Regions from separate parts of the Gossypium hirsutum genome. Here region 2 is linked to region 1. Evidence: chromatin contacts called from public Hi-C data. All regions are on one chromosome and are shown on one strand. The core of a region is the stretch at or near the end of the contact, and the rest is flanking DNA. Distances in the headings are between cores, read along the strand shown. Region 1 overlaps LOC107952749 (a long non-coding RNA gene). Region 2 holds the start of LOC107952752 (protein PEP-RELATED DEVELOPMENT ARRESTED 1, chloroplastic).

What was found. Hi-C and Micro-C count contacts between places; a contact is called where the count stands out from the background.
Region 2: a Hi-C map of fibers shows a contact between it and region 1, with 3 times the contacts expected there. The contact joins the promoter of LOC107952752 here to the enhancer-like site in region 1. A contact is called at or near these places in 10 of 34 Hi-C or Micro-C datasets (callus, fibers, hypocotyl and 2 more).

The regions. Positions count from the first base shown.
Region 1 is chrA07:50,301,132-50,305,791 of Gossypium_hirsutum_v2.1, forward strand. All of the region lies in intron 2 of LOC107952749 (a long non-coding RNA gene), which reads left to right. Among protein-coding and RNA genes, the nearest start is that of LOC107952749, 5.0 kb to the left of the region's middle. Within about 2 kb of position 2,275, at least 3 of the 9 cell types and tissues checked have an H3K27ac peak or open chromatin away from gene starts, as enhancers often do. A contact at or near this core is called in fibers, where this site is marked.
Region 2 is chrA07:50,446,285-50,450,944 of Gossypium_hirsutum_v2.1, forward strand. LOC107952752 (protein PEP-RELATED DEVELOPMENT ARRESTED 1, chloroplastic) reads left to right here and starts at 2,702. Exons shown (of 10, transcript XR_005930676.1): 1 at 2,702-3,108; 2 at 3,550-3,705; 3 at 4,482-4,550. It overlaps TRNAK-UUU (transfer RNA lysine (anticodon UUU)), which reads left to right and starts at 2,582; the gene lies at 2,582-2,654.

The sequences.
Region 1 (4,660 bases), core at 1,025-3,524:
TCCCAATAATGCTCTGAAGTCAGTTTGCTAAAAAATTTGCCACAAGTTTATATAAAATAGAACACAAACTAATGGGTCTAAAATTCATTAGGTTTTTGGGATTTAGAATTTTAAGGATAAGAACAATTTTAGTAACATTTGCATATTCAAGATCATTACTTTCATTAAGAACCCCCAAACAATAGGAGAGAGCATCATTCTTGACAATATGTCAATATTTCTGGAAAAACATAGTTGGGAAACCATCAAATCCCAGTGCTTTTATAGGCCAAATTTATTTTAATGCTGTGTAAACATCTTCCTCCGTAAACTTTGCTAAAAGGAAAAGTTCTCCTCAAGAAAGATGTTAGTATTAATCTCTGATAAAATATACGACAGATCACCAATCCCATTCAAAGAAAACATATTTTGAAAATATTTCGTAGCAAACTCCCCAATTTCATCTTCTATGCTTACTACCTTTCCATCTTCTCGCTCCAAACTTCCAATAGCATTTTTTTTTCGAGTCAAAACGTACCTATGGAAAAAAAAAGTGTCTTTATCACCTAAACGAAGCCAATTAACTATTGCCCTTTTTTCCCAAAAAGCTTCGTCCTTATCAAGCTCAAAGTTCAGTTGGATCTTAACATCTATGAGTGCTGCCAAATTATTATCATCTCGACCCTCAGCCATTAGATCTTCCTTCTTTTTAGAATGGGTACACTTCAATTCATTGCGGTTCACCTTAATCCTTTTTTCCTATTTTATCAAACTTGTACTCAATTATTTTAATTTTTCGAAAATAGATCCTCTAGTCGAATCCCAAAGTCACTTAATTTCTCCTTCTAAAGACTCCCCCATCTTCCACCACACCTCAAATTCAAAATTAGTTGCTTATTTCTTCTTGTTTCACTAACAGTGCTTAGTAGGATCGGGCAATGATCTGAGAAAGAATTCGGTAAATGTTTAATTGTCGCATGAGGGAACATACTCAACCAATCGTCATTAGCAACCCCTCTATCCAACAGCTCCTTAATATTAGTCTCGGGTCGATTTCCTCGTTCCCAAGTGAACCAATTCCCCGAGTACTCTATATCCCTTAGTTGACAATCATCAAGAGCCTTTTGAAAAGCCTCTATTCTGTGTTCCTCTCTTGGTACCCCACCAACCTTCTCAAAAGAGTATAAAACTTCATTGAAATCTCCGCACACCAACCAAGGAATTTTTTTTTCATTCCCTAACCTTCTCAAGAGATTCCATGTTTCTTCTTTAAAACTCGCGTAAGGTGCACCATAGAAACCTGTAAAACGTTAAAGCTTATCATTATCATTTTCCTTAATAAGAACATCTATGTGGTTATTGGAATAACTCTTCAACTGCACATTAACGTCCTCCTTCCAAGCTAAGCACAGCCCACCCCTTGAACCATTCGCCTCCACTTCAATTCCATAATTAAAACCACATCGCCTTCCCACCTTCTCCATTCTATTTTCATCAAGTTTAGTTTCCATGAAAAAGAGCATTTGGGGATAATCAAACTTCACCATTTGTCGAAGTCTTTGTATTGCTCATGGACTCCCCAATTCATGAACATTCCAACATAAGATTTTCATTGTTCCTGGTCAGATTGCTGATTGGCAGTCATCGATCCCTATTGAAAAGAAGCAACAATCTGCTCCTACGAATCCGACTCTATTTTCAAAACACTGAAATTGTCAGGATTCTTTTTCATAATTTTTAGTTTTTTTATTATTACCCCAATTTGAATATTGCTTTCCTACCTCTTCAGGGTCTTGTATTCCCACTTTTTGCTATCCCGTGCCATTTTCTCCTTCTTGATACTTTCCTTTTGTAATTCTAGCGATACGTTTTCAACTGGCCTTTTTTGTTTTATGACAAGTTTCCACAATTGGAATAACGAGCCCAATCTGTGATTTTATCTTATTCCATTCCTGTTGTATATTAGTCTCAATTATCTCCTTAGAAAGCTCCTCTCTCACAGTATCCTCCATAATTTCAAGGAATAAAGGAGCCACCAAATCCCCTAAATTTTGGTGATAAACAGTAGTTTCCAGAATTGGAAGTTTCTCTTCTATAGCCATTCGCTTCACCACAAACGAAACCTCCGCTATCCTCTGATCAGAAAAATCAACATAAGCACACTGCTTCAGCAATCGTTTACTCCATATCTCATTTTACCGCAGCCAAAATAGAAAGTTGTAAGTTTTCATATTTGAAAGCCACCCAAACCTTTTCCTTTACTTCCGTTGAAATGAAAATACCTCTTCTCAGAGGTTTTTGTGCATCGATTTGTGCCTTCAGTCGAAAAACATCTCCTTTTATTTCCGATCTTATCACCCCCCTGAAAGTCGAACCAATGGCATGCATAAGATCCTTTTTATCACATTCTAGCGGACAAGGACCAATCTTAAGCCAAAAAAGAGACGAAACCAATGTAATCTGATTTTGGTTTACAGGTTTCGTTAGCCTATAAAAAATGATAAGTTGTCACTTAAAAAACCATGGTCTACCCTCCATAATCATATCCAAATCCTCTTCACTGACGAATAAAATCATGAAGAGATTTTTCCCCACCACTTGGATTTCAAATTTCTTTGTCTTTTTCCAGATACTTTTTATTTGTGCCCTGAAACTGTCAGGAGTATATGACTTTTTTTGTCCAAACAGAACATATTAACGACATATTTCCAATCAGGACCAACAACGAACTCTTCATTGATAGTTGTACGAGTTCTTCCTCTAGAAGGGAGATCTCGTCCTTCACCATACTTCCCTAAAAAATGTCACCACTCACCCTCAACCCAGCTACAGTATCTTACCTTTTCTCTGAATCACTAGAAAGAAAGCACTCTCGACTTTTATAAATGCTCAAAATTTATATCACATTGAAATAACATAAATTTTAAAAAAAAAAAAGAAACACAGATATTATTATAAAAAATTTTGACTGAATTGATGTCACGAATCAAGTAGATATTAATTCAATAAAAAAAATAAACACCTCATAAATTAATTATAAATAAATTAAAAACACTAGTATTATGTAAATTTTTATTACCTTATTATCAATAACAAGTTTTTAGGAAAATAAATTAGTGATGATAATTATTTTACAAAAAAATAACTATTGAATAAAAATTTAATATTATTTTTTATTTTCACTTACATGGTTAATGTACCATAAGACAAGTAGATAACAAACATGGTATAAAATCACATAAAATATAAAAAAATTAAATATTTTATTAAATATATTTTAGTTTTGACTTAAAAAGCTCTAAATATAACAACATTTATAATGAAATTCAAATAATTTTGTGGATCTCATAAAACATTTGGTTAAAATAGTTTGACATGTTTATAATATTTTTGAGTTGGTTATAATCTGTTTTGTGTATAATATTTTATAGAAAACATAATTTGTCATTTAATAATACGAAAGATCAGCATGACTACGACGCATATTAAACATCCCTAGTATTTAACATAATATGTTACTAATTCTGGCTACTTTTTACACAGATGACAGTCCATCAACCATCATAAGAGAATTAGACTACACAAGTGAAATGTGTCTAGGTTTCAGCCATCAAATAAAAAATAGAAAACAAAAAAAATATAAAGAAGTTGTTTATACAGTTCGATTTCTCTACGTTTGTGAGGCTTAGTTTAATGAGAAATACTTATTCTTTTCAACAATAACAACAGGTGATCATAATCTGTCACGCCCCCTAACAATTTTCTTCACCATTGTAACTTGAAAACTTAATACTCTTACCACTAAATACCCTTTGTGAATTTTAGCAAGTAAAACCATAACACAAAGTTTTACTATCAAAATGCACTCATACAATAAGGTTCCTTACAAGAATAGATTAAATACTTAATTCTCTAAATACATTCACCTATACAAGTCTCTCAATTATATAGACTTATTTCGAGATTTGCTTACATATGAGGATTTATCTCAATCCCACCAATACAACAATAATATAAGTTTAATACATTATAAAAATAACAATCAAAGTAATTACAATCCAATGTCCACAACTCAAAGGATTGACTTGGGTAACGCGATCCACTCCAATGTCCAATATATGATTCCCCAGTGATATGGTCCTCTATAATGTGCTAAAAATCCTCCATACAATCAACATAACCCATATAAATTGTTTGATAAATGACCAACACTTTAAATATGGAAATTGTCTCCATACAAATTTGGTTGCTAGGAAGTGGACACTCCTCAAGCGCCAAATTGTCAGTTTCATATTTTTTAACAAACTGCAATATTTCACCCCCAATGAAGCTATTCCAATAGGTAATATCCCATGGCAAACCTGCCACAAACAACACATTATTCATAGAAATATTTTCATATATCAGAAATTTTGGAAAAAATCGGTTTAGAAAACAATTTTACTGCACAATGAAAAACTAATTTTTTTCTAAAACCCGAGTAATTATGTTATTTATAGAAATAAACCCTTTTACCAAATTCATACCTAGTTATTTTAAGAACGAAAAATTTAAGTCTTTTCTTGGCTTTTGACCAACACGATCCTCTCTGCTATTTTTGAAGCTCAACTTGCTTAGAGTGTGGACTCTAATCCACAAACTGATGAACACTATGAAATCATTCTATTGTTAGTCAATTGAA
Region 2 (4,660 bases), core at 1,452-3,951, 150 kb after region 1:
CTAATAAAAAAAAAAGAAAAGAAGGAAAGGCCCAAATTTTAGTAAGATGGCAGTAAAACGAATAAAACTAACCTGCAATTCAGTAAATTTTAGAAAATTTTTAAATAAATATATAATCCGAACTAGTTTTGAAATTTAAAAACTAAAATTTTAAATTAGAAAAATTTAAAACTGAAAAAACGACCAAACCACCACGTGTAGAGAAATGAAACTCGACATTTATCAATCATATTTAATTTTCAAGAAATTCGCAAAAAAAAATCAAAAACGTTATTACTTTTATTTATTTTTATGGAATTCTCTCTCTAATTTTAAATCAGTTCAAATATTTGCTTTCAAATAAAAAATGAAATAAAATTTAAAAGGTAACATGTTAATAAATAAATAAACAAAAATTATTCCAATTATCGTATGTAATATGTTAATTTAAGAAAGTGGTCAAGAATATGATTAGTAATAAATAAATAAACATCATATTCGATTTTATCTAATTATTTCAATTAGGGGTGAGCGTTAGATCGAATCAAGTCGAATCAAGTGAAAGTCTTATTTTATCATCCTAACTTGATTTGAATTTTTTTCAAATTGAGTTAAGTGAAATGAATTTTAAGTCGAGTCAAATTGAATTGAGTGAAATTGTTCGAGTTAATTTAAAATATTAAACATGTCAAATTTAAATTTTGTTACGGTATAACTAATTCCATGTTAGAGCACATAAATATGAAACCATATATATTTGAAAACTTTTTCAAAGCAAAATAACAATAATTTTTAATATGATAAACTTGAATCATTAATTAACTTATTTAAGTCCCAAAATTATTATTGTAGAAAATTTTTAATTTTTTAACTTTCTTTATATATTTTTTAGAATTATTTTTTGAAAATTTTATAATTTTTTAGAAAATATAAATTTTGAAATTTTTATAAAAATTTTGAATTTTAAAAATGATTTTTTTAGTAATTTTTGTTGAGAAAAAGACCAATTTGCTTATTTTCAAACTTGACAGGACTAAAAGGGTATTTACACCTATTTGTTATTTGAATTATTCGAATTATAAAATTCAACTCAATTTGAACTCTAAACTCGAATTACTTTTTTGAGTTGACTTGAATAACTCAAAATATTATTTTCGAATAGAATCGAATTTTACTCACCCTAATTCTCAACATTTCATGTTTGTTAACATCACCCGCAATAAACTATTTTTTTTTTCGAAAAGAATTGCAACAAAAACCCCGCTTTCCCTCACATATAAGAAAATCAATAGCTCTTAAAATCCATTAATCTGCAGAAGTGTTTTTAGGTCGATGTTGTAGTCTCTTTTGTTCCTCTAACAATTGTTGTCTATCTATCAAAGAATTTAGCTAAATTGCTTCCAATAGAAATCCTAATTCTTTTCGAATAAGATTTCAAAATCGGTTTATTTCCCTTTCTATTGATTACGTTGACTCACTTTTATTATAGTTTATATTCTAATCCAAAACTCCATCATATTATATAAAATTTGTGTCTCCTAATTAATGAACAATATTCAACATATCATCCACCATATCATTTTACTTTTAAATCCATCAACAATGTGTCCTCTAATCCATTAAGAGTATATAGCCTTTATAAGAAGGATTCTATGATGTGTATAACAGATTTTATAACTTTTATGGTACAATTTTCATATACGTCTTCATACAAAAATAATAAACTTAATTTGCTATTACATCAAAATTTAATTGAAATATTTGGCTTGACGTGTTTCATAGAGAATTTTTTAATTCAATAATAGATATATAACTATATTTTTAATATAACATATATTACTATTGTATAAATTTTTTTTTACAAAAATTTAAATAAAAATAATTTCTTAAATTTAAATTATATGTGTATTTGGAAAATTATAAAGTAATTGGTAATTGTTTATAATTACCTACTTAATTATTTTAATTTTCAACCCTCCTCTAAGAATTGAAAAGTGTAATTAAAGTGTTCCAATTACAATCAATTCAATAAAGTCTACTAATTATAATATAATTACAAGTAATTACTACCAAATCTAATTATTAGGTGACTTTCTAAAGACTATCTAATCATCGAGGATAAATCTTCCTTGAATAGAAATAGATGCTACGATAGCATATGTTTTCTAGTCAATCAAACTACGAACTTTCTTGGAGGGGTCAAAAGTTTCAACCTCATCCATCATGGATACGTATCTACTCAGAGACTCCAAATTTCACGAAAAATTTATCCTCATGACACCTCCTAATCAAATTAGAATCTCTCCAAATTACCCACAAAATGATCATAACAACTCATAGAAAGTTGGTCTCAATTATCGCTAGGCAGTCTACGGTGCATGGAAAGATAAAGTACTTATGAGTAAGTTGTTCTAATATCCCATGGCACTAATTGTACTGCTTTTGTGCTTTACCTTTTGCCCTCGTAAACAAAAAAGAAAAAAGAGAGAGATCTTATAAAACAATGGCCCCTTTTTGTTTCTCCGCTTTCCAAACGGCTTTACATTCATATTTACTTTTCTATTAATTATATAAATATTAAGAACTCCATGAACTCGCCAACGCGGCCTTAGCTCAGCCGGTAGAGCGCATGGCTTTTAAGCATGTGGTCGTGGGTTCGATTCCCACAGACGGCGTTTTGCTTTCATATTTTTATTTTACCTTTTTTATAAGAACCTGAATTAGGATATGTATTATTTTATTTTTTGACCTCTGGTATTTCTCCAAAACCCAAACCCCTCCCCCTCACGATAGAAAATGTTGCAGAGCAGTGTCTTCTTCTCCTTCCCTAGTTGTTCCGCTCCAAATCTTCCTTCGCTCTTCTTCCCCACCTCAGTCCCCTTTAGCTTCTCTACCCCCCACTTCCATTGCCAAATAAAACAACCCAAAGTAACGAAGCAGCAATTCTTCTGCCGCGTGTCCTCCAGCTATGAAGTTGGTGCAGGCTATCCTGATGAAGAACTTGAACGAACTTATAAAACCCAGACCCAACAACTTCAAGACAGTCAGCACTTAGATTCTTCTCAGTATGATGCTTTACTCAAAGGAGGAGACCAAGTCATTTCTGTTCTTGAAGAAATTATTACCCTTGTAAGCTCTCTATTCTTCTTTCCTTACTACTATCCTTTTAAGAGGTTGTCTTTTGAAGGATGCTTGAATTTATTTGTGGTGGATACTGGTTTTAAGGGCATTAATACCCACAAGTTTCCACCACTAGTTGGCAGTTTTAATATGCTTATGAAAACCTTCTAAGACATGTCTACGGACCCCACAATTAAGCTGCAACAGTAGTTGAATTGTGACTTTGGACTTTAGCTGCCTGTTTTATGTACCAGGCAGTAGCTACCATCTCTGTGACTTATATTTGTATTGTTTGCATCCTATTATAAACCAATTTTTATTTTCAGATCAGGCTTTTCTGTGAATCATTCTTTAGAAAGTTGAATCCCTCTTCTTCAGTCTTCACAAAGACTGTGGTGATTAGCGAATTGCATTTTTGTCTTGACTATCTGATATGCATCGTTGGTTCAGTTGGAAGATATGAACATGGATGAGGCATCTGAGGAGGTAGCAGTTGAGTTAGCTGCACAAGGAGTAATTGGGAAAAGGGTTGACGAAATGGAATCAGGGTTCATGATGGCTCTAGATTACATGATCCAAGTTGCTGAAAAGGACCAAGATGATAAGGTAGTGCAACTTTATTTGTGCATTTGTCACGTTTTTTAAGGTTCAAGTGTAGAATATCTCTTTTGCAAAATAGATGTTGTAAGCATTTAGATGCAGTTGTTCAGGTTTCGAATTTGTTCACTGTTCAGTTGGATGCTCTATATAAATGAAGCTTTATTTACTTTTGACTTTGTTATAAATTAACCAGGCTCCAAGAGCAAGCTATATCACATGCCAAAATTGGTTCTTTCGAACTGTAAATATTTTTTCATGTCTTTTCATTGTGTATTTTAAGATGTAAGATGACTATAATGTTTATTGAAAATAAGAATTTCAGCATGAGTTTGTCAAACATGATTTGAAGAATAATTGAACTTGATGATCGCGTATTCCATGTACAGCTCTACTATCTGCCTGATCTTGTCTGTATCCAAGACCAATTAAAATATTGTGTTAGCGGTGTTGCCAGCTTATAATACTTGTCATTGTGGTTATTTGGCTCTTGTTACAGAGATTTATAGCATCAATTGAGACTAGCTGAAGGTGCCATCCCCCTTTTTTCTATTCCTTTTCCTTGATGTAGGACTTAGAAAGTAACAGCGGCTTAGGACTGCTTCTGGTAACCAACAGTGTTTCTTTATATGTTATCTGGGTTTTAGTTGTCAGTTTGACGTCTGACATGGTTTGAGATTGCTACCCCTCTTTTGCTAGTTGTCGGTCATTGTTTGATCTCTTTATCAGTTGATGCTTGTCTCTCATGTGAATAAATTCAAAATGGACTTTCTTTTTTAATACAGCGAAAGTCGCTGCTTGAGGTGATTAAGGAGACCGTGCTGGCACATCTCACAAAAAAATGTCCTCCGCATGTAAGGATGTTCCTTGAGGCCCAACCCCGCTGTATCTAATTCAACTTCAGCATAAAGTTAGTTATATAATAGCATGATCTCGATGCTAAGTTGTTTTCTCTTGCTTTTCC